Regions from separate parts of the Zea mays genome. Here region 2 is linked to region 1. The links are chromatin contacts, called in public Hi-C maps. All regions are on one chromosome and are shown on one strand. Each heading gives the region's core, a stretch centred on a gene start, on an enhancer-like site or on the middle of the called end of the contact. The rest is flanking DNA. Distances are from core to core; before and after follow the strand shown.

Region 1 (5,815 bases), core at 1,043-3,542:
GGTACCCAAAACCCGCATGGGTATGAGTTTGGGAAAAATTTTATACCCGTCATGGGTTGGGTTTTTTAGCGGGCGTATTTTTTCTTCGCGGGTACGGGTTTGGGCAAGTAATAATCAGCGGGTTTTTACCCATTGCCATCTCTACGCGCACGCGATGGGTTAGACACTAAGATCCAAAACCTCTCATGTTCGCTTGAGCTTAACACCACGGAGAATCCGGATGGGCCAAACTGAGAGATCTTTGTAATTCCTTGGTGCGGTTAACCAACCGCGGCAAAAGCATATCACCACAATATCCACCACGAAAGTGCCACTTATATATATTACTGCTACTTTGCACTCATCAGTGGTGCATAAATACTACTGGATTGTTTCAAAAGGTAAGCTGCGGCGAAGCAACTTGAGGTGGATTCTTTGACGTGAGGAAAAGTGAACGCTGATCAATGATTAGGGAGACGGTGAGATGACCGTCGTTCTCTACTTTCCCTAACAATAAACTAGCCCCAGCCCAGCTACCTTTACCAAGTTGCCCAGATCAAACAGCAAGACGTAGTGGTATCTACCATATAATAACGCAAGAGTAAAGAGTAAATAAAAGCATAGTGCTTGTACCCCTCAGATCTGACCTGCAGCTAGCAGATAAAGCAAGTACAAATTCAGATTGAAAAAAAAAGCCTACAGCAAAGCCATGCTCCTACTTTCTAGCCAGGAAGCGAAACAGAACAATCCGGTTCAAACGCAAGCACAGCACAAAGTAACGGATACCAAGAAAGAAGCCTGTTATAAACAAACAAGAGCATTGGTGAAAATAAACTAGGCTTGAGCTCTATGGCCCAATGATGAATCGCATCTCGACGAGAGTAGTTTTTTAATCAGGGGATTGCCCCATCGCGGTAAAACAAATCGCCGAACAGCTAGCGAGTAGCATGACGACAACGGGATGGACACAAACAACTATTCCCAAGAGAAACAAGGAATGCCAGCGTGAAAGTCCAGAAATAGGGGAATTTTTTAATTTCTTTTTACATGTATCTAGTTCAGAAAATAGCATCATGCAACAGATAAATATTCCCTAGTTATCGCTGGATAGTTTAATTTTGTACTATCGAGCGACAACTAAAACGAAATAGAGAAAGTAGAATGCAGAGAATACTCTCCCAACCCCCAATCCCCCCACCCCCACCCGAAAAAAACATCCGGGAACAGGTAGGAAAAGAAACTATGAATACAGCATTGTTGCAGTCCATTGAAGGCCTCAAGCGGCGGGTTGAGATGGAAAAGGTCAAACTTTTTGGAGGAAACGGCAAGTACCAACGAATTTGGTGGTATCGGCAATCAGAAAAAAAGTGTGCCTCCTATATACGCAACAACAAAAAGAATCCAAGTACAATGTCACGTCGAAATCAAGGAACGAGGCAGGAAAGGACAAGAGAGTTGGTTATTCTGAAACCACAGTCCAAACAAGAACATGCATGGTGGTGAAAGAAGGTCTCGAAACCGCCCCCGGCCCCATGTTAGCACCCGCCACCTTCGCCAATCGCCATCATCGTCTCACAAAACAGAGTTGTTCTTCTAGCTAAAGGAAACCCCTCCAAATTAGATGGGAAATAAAAGAGAGGTCTTTGGCGCCCTCACCACCACCACCACCACCACCACCACCACCACCACCACCACCACCACCACAGTTAATGGAGTGAATGGTACTGTTGCATCATTCGACCGCCGCACGGGGACGAGGCCGAGCAGGCTGTTGGTAATCAGCCGGACTCGAGCGTCCGACAAAGAAAAGCGCATGGTTTTTTTTCTTACAAGATCAAGAGGATGCGGCGATCCTAGGGAGCAGCGTCGGGTAGATGCCATAGGACAGACTGTGAGGCAGCAAAGATCACCGCACTGCGCACTGGGCCTGAGCAGGAGAGAGAGAGAGAGATGGTTGAGGGAGAAGAGAAAGTGAGGCGTGTGCTCACCGGACGTCGGCGCCGTCGGACTGGAAAGCATCGGGCTTGGAGCCCAGCTTCATGAACTTCATCCTCCCTGCGCGCCTTTCTCCTCTTCTTTTCCTCTCAGAGCCGCGCTCCCATGCACCGCGCCACGAGAAAGCAGCCGTGAGGAGCTTTGCAGCTCCGCGCTGGTGTGGTGCTGCTGCTGCTGCTCCAACGAAGAGGCGGTCGGTGAATATAATGGGACTGAATGAACGCGGCAGTTAACGGAGAGCGGAGCGGGGCGCGCTCACTTGGGACTCACTCGGAGGAGACGAGCAGAGCAGGAGGAGGAAGGAGGGAGCGCGGCCAATGATGCCGTGGCGTGTGAGTGATGGGATATTATTGAACCCAAAGCCGCCCTGGTCTCTGCACTGCACCCAACTCGTCTCTCTCTCTCTCTCTCTCTCTCTCTGCTGCTGCTCTTCTCTGGCCTCCTCGGCCTGCCAAAGCCGCCCTTCTCGTTGCTTGCTGCAATGTCAGTCAATACGGTCTCTCTCTCTCTCTGACCAGAAGAGCCTGTGGCGTAGCCTTTTTCGGCCCTCCCTAGCTATATGGCTGCGCTGCGCGCCTCTCTTTCTTCGCTTCAACGAACATGGCCGTGGGACTGTCTCGCAGTCGCAGTGCTTACTCCACGGTTAGCCAGTCTGATTAGTTTCCCCTTTAGCACTGTCTCCAGCTTTATTAATAGATAGAGAGCATTTCAGTTCAGGGTGCGCGGTGGGTGGTGCCATCCGTGTTGGGTGCATTGCAGTGGGGAGTGAGGGAGGGCCTTCGCGCACTTCACACAGGCAGCACACGTCCGTTTCCGTGTGCGCCGCGCTAGGCAGCAGCAAGAGCCATGTCTTTTTCACCTCAATAGATTTGAGGACGAGGCAATAATGACGTCGTCTTCGCAACCCCTCACGTAGACTCTCTTCTAGAAGGTTTCTCCCAAGTTCTCAGCATTATTGCTAACCATTCAGGCATTTCCTGGAGGCCATTGCACCTCGCGGGGCCTAGCTAACGTATCAAAACAACTGCAATCTTCTCGCAAATCTCCCTCTCGATCTTGTCAAAAGTTACCGTTTTCCCTTGACAAATTCGGCTAATAAAGTTGGTTGGTAAACCCCGACCGGGTAATAATATCACTATATATACCAGCTACTAGTTGGCACCGGTCACGGGCCAAAGCGGGCAGCCAAGTCAACTGACGACCAGATTTACAAATTACAAGGCTAGTTAATACAAGCGCGCGTAGGTGGACACATGTCTTCCTTTTCAACTTTATAGATGGTGTACATTTTTTCCTTTGATACAGGAAGATTTTATTAATGACTTCAAGCACATTACATCGAGGAGATACAAGCCCTTAAAATTTCTTCTAGCCTCTGCTTAAGGAGCACACAGCTTTGAAACAAACAAAGTTGATAACCCACACGCTAATGGTAATCAATCCGAAGACTAGTCCGTCACCCATGTGTCCAGGGAAAAAAGTACAGTCCATTTTGTAAGTTAGTTAGAATTCTCTTAATTTTGAAGGTGAGACTAACCACCTTTAACTCTCTAGAATTATATGGCGCTTTCATATTAGATGATTTAATGATTAATTTGGGCTCTAAGCACATTTGAATCCATCAATCCCCACCAAATGTTTTTAAGGCACATAAAGAATGCTCTCAAGTGAACTGCTATTTTGATATACTAGTGTTTAGATTGAGACTGTTCAGTTAAACATTCACCTAGAATTAAGACTACATTTATTCTACAACTGAACAATGGACTTCACCTTGAATTTAGTTATGTGGAAACAAGCTTGTCAAAGCCCTTAACTAGTACTAGGACACAAAAGCATCCCTGGTCATACTCCATGCCCTTTGGCGAGTGTTTAGAGACTATCCAATCTCATAGACTGTGACATGCAATTGAACTCATATAGGTTTGATTCTCAAAAGATATTTGTTGGGGACTTGTTCTCAAATGCTATGAATTAAGAACAAGGCAACATAGAATGTTAAATGTTAATGCCCTTCGTCCGCTGAAGCATTATCTCCCCAAAGGATTTAATGAGCTTCGGACGAAGGTCTTGGATAAAATATCACGAAGGTCACACCTTCGTGATAAGAGATAAAACAATGCGAAATGAAATATAAAATATAAAATATTATAGAATAACAAGAATAAATAACATTATTCACTTATTTTATAATATAAATTTAAATATTAAAACACAATATTTAGGTACATTTATACCTTCGCCTTGACAGAGAGTAATTCCAGCGTAATGTGTTAGCGATTACCAGATTCCGTGAACAGTAAAGGAGTACTGTTCATCAATTTATAGGCACATGACGCAACCTGTAAGAAATTACAATCATGCCCCTTACAAAAGATTACAATTATGACTCAGACCCTTATGGACTAAAAAGTCATTCCATCTTTAAGTCGGTTCGATCCTTCGTCTTTGGATACGTTGTAGTATCGAAGCTTCATGAGCGGTAGCTTCGGTACCACGTATAAACAGATTTGCCGAAGGCGTTTCTTCCTGCAGGACCTTCGGCGGCGAAGCATGGTCCCAACAGTAGCCCCTTCGCGACGCTAGATCGTTTTTCGTAATGAGCTTGATCCGTGAAAAGTCTCTTAGGCTTCGGGAAGCCGAAGGTCCGAAAAACACCTTCCCTGAGCTCGTTGTCGGGAAACGATACAATTTCCGAGCGCGGAGCGGTCCCACCATGCAGATTCACCTTCTCGGGTTTTGTGGCCCACCGTTCAGTGGGTGTGAGCGACTGTTTGTCCGGTGTAAAAGACTTGACGATTCACCTTCTTACCTGCAGCACTATATAAACAGACGGGTAGGTGTGAAGCAGGGGCGGAGGGCCCATTATGGCTTATTATGGCCCAAGCCATACCAAAAATAAAATAAACAGGTACGTCCACCGGCCCAGCTTCCATTCGTGCCGAGGCCTCACGAACACACCCAGTCAGCTTCCATTTGGTGCCTACCGCTAAGCCGCTAACCCTGGCTCACGAACACACCCAGTCAGCCGCCAGGCCGCCGCTGTGCCTTCCGCCGTCCGCCGAGGCACCGAGCCGCTGTCCCTGTCCCTCCCCGTCCGCCGAGCCGTTGCCCCTTTGGCTGTGTTGTGCCTCCGTTCGCCGGCCGAGCCGCTGTCCGCCTGTCACTGTCCCTCAGTCCGCCGAGCTGCTGTGCTTTCCGGCTTCACCGTCCGCCGAACAGGTTCGTTCGCGAGCGCGACACGTCGACCGTCGAGCTTCCGCCGTCCGCCGAGCAGGTCCGTCCGCCAAGCCATACCTAAATTTTTTTCCGTCCTCCGCCACTGGTGTGAAGTTACCACAGCATTCATTGCTATTGCACTGTTTTGCTGCCAAAAATTTAACCATATCCGAAGCTTGACTTTTGCACTCAAACGAAGCACCACTTTGGTTTCTGCTTCGTCAGAAGAAGAGCTTCGGAAAAAAGTTATTAATTTCCAAAAACTTCAAGAAATTGATAATCAAATGGCCAGAGTGCGCTCCACTGCCAGGGTTGAGCGTGATGGAGATGAGACCGAAGCCACTGAAACTGTTCTGATTTCCGAAGCAATGAGGCGTTCTGGGCTAGTTTCATCAGAGGACACACCTGCTGCCGAAGCAACACAAGATGACGTTGAAGAAGATGAGATTGAAGATGAGTATGGTGCAATGCCATCTAAACCCAGCCACTTGGAGTTTGGGAAGTCTACTATTACCAAAGGTGATATGGCTAAGTTATTGAAGCTAGGCTATTTCAGCGAAGACAAGAAGGAGCTAATTCGCTTCGGGGGAGAGGAAGTTACCCCGAAGCCCGAAAAAGATGA
Region 2 (5,815 bases), core at 2,154-4,653, 330 kb after region 1:
TTACATGTTGGACTCTCACGTATTCATGTAAGTGTTTTTTTTATTTTTTTTAGAAATACATATATACATGCTCATTTACTACAATACAAGGTATGCCAGGGCATACCTCGCATACCTTGTAGCTCTGTCAGTATCTTTCAGGCTAAAACATCAGGGCTACATACCAACGGTCCATGTAGTGTTGTTTGCATGTGTATATCAGTAGAAACTTAAAAAGACTTATTAAAGACCTCTCAGACACTTTTGATAGCCTCCAAAATTTTGGCATAAAACTAAACCCTGAGAAGTGTACCTTTTGTGTTTATTTGGATAAATTGCTTGGATACTACATCATCTCTTCATCATGAACTGAGGTCAATCTCATTAAGGTAAAGGCCATACTCAAATGGATCCACCATGGGAACTCAAGGATGCATAAAAGCTAATGGGGTGTCTGGTGGCCCTAAGCCATTTTGTCTCATAACTAGGAGAGAGAGGTCTTCCCTTGTACAAACTTCTCCAAAAACACTAAACTAATGTTGGACTCAGAAGGCCTTGGATGCTTTTGATTACATAAAAAACTTTCTCACCAAACTCATATCTTAGTTGATCCACTCGATAGGGAGCAATTATTGCTCTACATAGCCCTCACCACCTAGGTTGTTAGTATTACAGTGGTAGTTGAAAGAAAGGATGTATGTCATATACAAATTGTCCAACGACTAGTCTACTTCCTCAACTAGATCCTCACTGCGAGCAAAATGTGGTACACATAGATATAGCTTCAATCCATCTCCGCTTCATATCTTCACATATCTTCACTTGGCTTGATATCCATGAATGATATGGTCCTTTCCATAGCTTCCACATGACCTTCAAGTCCATCAACCTTAGCCTTATTTGATCTTTACCATTGCCTTGCTTCATCGATACAAAGCCTTATGTTCGCATTTAACTGTCTTGATAGTCCATCGTGTCATGAGCCTCTGTCCTGCCTTTCACACTTGCATGCAATCCTTCATAACAAATACTCGCATTAATTTTCAATATCTTGCCATATGAGACTATGTCATGCTCGCACTTCATTATGTTGATAGCCCCTCATTTCCCGAACCTTTATCTTGTTGTTCACACTTGCACATGGTCCTTCATAGCCAATTCTTACCTCGATATTCACTATCATGCTATATGAGACTATGCCATGTCCCATATTCAATATACTCCTTCTCTTGATCACCACTTGATCAAGTCATCTTCACTAGTTGAGCACTTGCATCACTTGCAAATGGGTCATATCTCTACCATGGATTTTATGTCTTGCTCAACCTAGCTTCTTGTGGAGTAAACATCTATTCTCACATGAAATATGAAACCTCATTAATCCACCTAAGTTTGTCACTCAATGACCAAAACCAAACTAGGACTTTCATTACTACATATGGAAACACCAAAAGATCACCCTAGCTTAAGGAGGTAAACATCAGCATAAGATAAGCATCTTATCAGAGTTTCTCTACTTAACTAGGTTAGGGAGGTGCAACCCATAGATTAACAATGGTCTACGGTGACTGTCTTTTTCTTAAAAGGGCAACTGGATTGGGTAAACCAAAGAGATGGCATTAGACATCGTTTAGCTACAAAGGGAATAAAGATGGATAAGATCTTAATAAAGACCTAATTAGATGTAGAACTTAATGAAGGACATTGTCCACTGGATCAAATTGTCTAAGGTGGTTAGGGATGGCTAGGTGAGGTTAATAGAAATGTTTTCAACTTGGAAGAGCGCCAACCATGTCTCACCCATGATTGAGGATGATAGAATGAGACATTGGTTGCTTGAATCAACACTCCCTCGGCTAACCTAGTTTTACTTATAGGTCTAAATTGCTTCTATATTTTTTGGACTCTAAGCTAAACATCAATTGAATTTGATAGAATAATTGGCTTCGAATCTTCTCAATGATTAGCAAGTGGTTTGGCAAAGGTAGGCTTAGGTTATTACAAAGACCGACAAGATTGTTGTGTTGGCATGTGTGCATATGTTGTGGCATGTAGGTGGGGATGGTGTTTGGTACTTGGAAGGAAGACATAGCATAAGTGGATGACTCAATGTGGTAGTCAGTTTTTTTGAGGAATAATTATGAGATGACATCAAGAGAAGAACAACAAAATGGGCATTTGGATTCGATAATGGAGAGTGTCAAGAGGTTGCACTCAACAAGATATAAATGGAAAATGCTCTTAATCGCCCCCCTCTGAGTAAGAGCCAGTGTGAACTAGTGGGTATTTAAAAGGTTTTTATTCCAAATGGCAATTACGGGTAAATGATCGGTTACCATATGGGTAGATACACATTAAATAAGACAGAAAAGGATTAAGACGAGAAATCATGTTTGTGTCGTTTGTGTGGAAATAGAAAATATGTTCAATTCGCTCTGAGTGAAAAGCATATATTACGATTATAGTATATAGGCAAGGAAAAGCATTAGCCAATGGATTTTTAGGAGAGAAACTGCTATCAAGAATGTGTCTCCAATCAAACTCACAATAACGGTCCATTTTACGCAAATATGCACTAGCTGGTATATAATTGCAAACAAACGATGCCATTTTTTGATACGACGTAGCATATGAGCGCACAACTACGTGTCCATATAAGCTTCTCTTATGGTCATGTACAGTGGGCATCTTGAGTTGTGTCTTCAACTATGACTAAGGAGGCAAATGTAAAAAACTCAAGACATGTCTCTTAACGAAGACACGTGGGTAAAGGATATTTTTTCGATAAAAGAAGCTTTATTGATTTTTCAAGTCCATGCATCGAGGTGATATAAAGTCTTGAGAAAGAACACTTCGGCCTCTACATAACGGGATGCACATAGCCTAAAAAGAAAGAGAGAGAAAACCACATGGTAGGCCCTCAAGCACTAATGACCATCAATCCTAAGACTAGACTGCCACCTATGTGCTTGGGTAAAAATAATCCTTGGCCAGAGGATATAGTTGATTGGTCCATTAAACTAATTGAATACTTTGTTTGGGTGTAATAAATATAGTAAGACAGATTTTAGACACGTCCACTATATTATATCATGTTTTAGTTGTGTCTTATGTTTGAGTAGTGTCAGAGTTGTTATAAGCCAAACAAGTAACTACATTATGTTTATTCATGATGCCGTCCGGCAAGGCAACGGGCGTATTTTCCCAAGCGATCCACTGTCAGGTATTGAAGCTTGACAATGAAAAAAAAGGATCAAACAAATTTGCCGAAACCATAGACACACCAAAAAAAAAAAGCTAGAAGGAAGACAACCAGTGGCAAGTGGCAACTAACCACCGCATGCAGCGCAGCTTCATGGCCCTATGGGTCCTGGATATGGCGGAAAACAGGTGGAGGCCGTTGCAACTGCACACACATCCAACTCCGGCTCCATGCCGCTCCAACCCAAGCAGCCAGCAGCTGCAGCCTGCCCTCCTCTCCGACTCCAACCCAATCCAATGGCTCTCCGCCCCTGTTGTCTCACCTCACGCGCTCTCTGCCCTGATCTGCCGCCAGGCGCCAGAACGACGCGCTGCTCCGCACCGCGTCAGGTAGAATGGTAGATGGACCATGGACGATATCGCTTGGGAGCGGGGAAGGAACGCAGACGACTCTTCCCGTGCCGTGCTGACGCCACCACGCGGCCCCGGTCTCCTCTCGCCCTCCTCTCCGTCTGGATCTGGTCCTATCCCCTCCGCCGCCGTCCTTGCCCTCCCGGCCTCAGCCACGAGCCAGAGCGCCGGGCTCCTGGCCTCGTCTCGCCTCGCCGGCGACATGGACGGAGGCGGGGAGACGCTGCTGGTGCGGAGGAGCAAGGGCAAGAAGAGACCGCAGCCGGCGGCGCCCGCGGAGGAGGGCTCCGGCAGCGGGGGCAGGTTCCGCGCGATCTGGCGGGACTACCACGACCTGCTGCAGGTGAGTGTCGCTAGTCGATTCTTGCTGCACCCACTGATCTATTTCGCCCTTTCCAGTTTTCGTGCCGTTCACCTGTTTCGACCTGTTCTTGATGGACCGCAAGGGCACTGCCCCCATTTTCATTACGAAATGGTAAAAAGTCTTACAACCCAGAAAGCAAGTTCGACCAGAGATATGAGGCTTAGCATAAACCTGCATACTCAACATGCAACGGATTAACTTAGGTTCAAAATACCAGACGATGATAGGAGTAAGCACACAAAGTACTAGGACCAACTGAATACTGCTCATAATACTCAGACTTGACACCTCGCACTACTTCAAAAACAACCAAGACTTTTAAAACTGAGCTAATTATAAAGCACAGTTTGCACAGGTTCGATCTGATCATCAAAGCCACCGGAGAAACTTCAACTTACATCTTGAAAACGCCAGAATCATCCAAGAACTCCATCCAATAGCATGGTCATGTGTGTGAATAGACTTGAATCTGATATACAAACATTTGATGCAGGAGACTGAGGCAAAGAGGAAGAGGCTGGCAAGCACGAAGCGGAGAAGCCTCGCCTTGCTTGCTGAAGTCAAGTATGACAGTTCTTGGGCTCTTGCTTTACGGCTCCATGTTACTGCTAGTATCATCTTGTTATTGTTATTACTGCTTTTCAGCTTCACTAACTGTGTAGCTGCTTCCTGTCGCAAGGTTCTTGAGAAGGAAGTACCAGTCCTTTCTGAGGGGTGGCTCGCAGCAGACACATTACAGGTTGAAGAAGCAGGCTCGGTACATGCCATCTCCATTGGGAAGCAATAAGGCTGCAGCGTTAGCCGATCATGGTGCAGGGGACCCAAGTGCCTTCTACCAGCAAAAACTCAAAACTTGACTTGAATCAAGACTCTGTTCTGGCAAGTGATGGAGTTCATGAATCGACATAAAATGTACAAGAGAAGTGTTTTTATGGCAATTAAAAGGGTTTTCTTGTCTGCAGAATGATGGCATCCATAAGTCGAAAAGTTTGATCAGGTCTCAAATTATCAGTTTGTAGGGATAAAGGAAACTCTCCTGCAATTGAAGGTAAGAGGACGGTTCCATGGCAAGACCGGCTAGCGTTGAAGGCCGAGGCCCTCAGTTGATTTGGCCAAGAAATAAGCTGCTTCTCTGATAGCTGGCTTTGCAACAGTATCCCTCAGATGCACAGTAATGCTTTGTATAGAACAATAGGACACGATAGTTATATACATGATACATTGCCTAATTGACAAACTCAGATGGTTGCACCATGCTCCTAAGCAAGTTAGACAAATAAACTGTGATTTTATGAATGGTTCTGTCCAGATTTTGGATTGACTGCTTTGAACATGCCAAATGCTTTAGCATGAACAAGGACAAAAAATTTCATAATTGCTTTTTTGGTTATGTTGCAAGTTTTAGGTTGCTCGTCTGGAGGATGTTACGGTGTTGTATTTTTAAAATCGGAGTGCAGCATGGTCCCGTCAATTTGCATGTAGATTCGTCTAATATAGCCCATTTAACAGGTGCGTGAATTTAAATCTGAGGGTTGAATACTATCACGTTTCTTAAACAATGTTTGGTAAGAATTCTTTTTCTACCTTTTTATACAAAAAAAATGTATTTTAACATCTTTCCTTCTCAGCACAGGAACCAAGTTGAAGCTAAAAATACTAGTCTCTGAACTATTTTACCAAACATTTTTTTGAAAAGAGCTTTTATGGAACGATCGTTGAAAGTCTAATTCACTAGCAAAGTTGGTGTGTACTTTAAGTGTGTTGAATTTTAAACATTTAGAGATTAGATGTACATATATTAGCTCCATAGGCACAAAATATTTATGGCTTATTCGGTTATTTTCAATTTATATGGATTGG

The links. Hi-C and Micro-C count contacts between places; a contact is called where the count stands out from the background.
Region 2: a Hi-C map of ear shows a contact between it and region 1, with 2.4 times the contacts expected there. The contact joins the promoter of LOC100193168 here to the promoter of LOC100281544 in region 1. A contact is called at or near these places in 2 of 25 Hi-C or Micro-C datasets (ear and tassel).

Annotation. Positions count from the first base shown.
Region 1 is chr2:186,950,540-186,956,354 of Zm-B73-REFERENCE-NAM-5.0, forward strand. It overlaps LOC100281544 (putative phototropic-resoponsive NPH3 family protein), which reads right to left and starts at 2,293. Exons shown (of 4, transcript NM_001154463.3): 1 at 1,968-2,293. The coding sequence starts at 2,029.
Region 2 is chr2:187,282,540-187,288,354 of Zm-B73-REFERENCE-NAM-5.0, forward strand. LOC100193168 reads left to right here and starts at 3,404. Exons shown (of 4, transcript NM_001367015.1): 1 at 3,404-3,934; 2 at 4,449-4,519; 3 at 4,635-4,834; 4 at 4,918-5,249. The coding sequence starts at 3,590. The coding sequence ends at 4,812.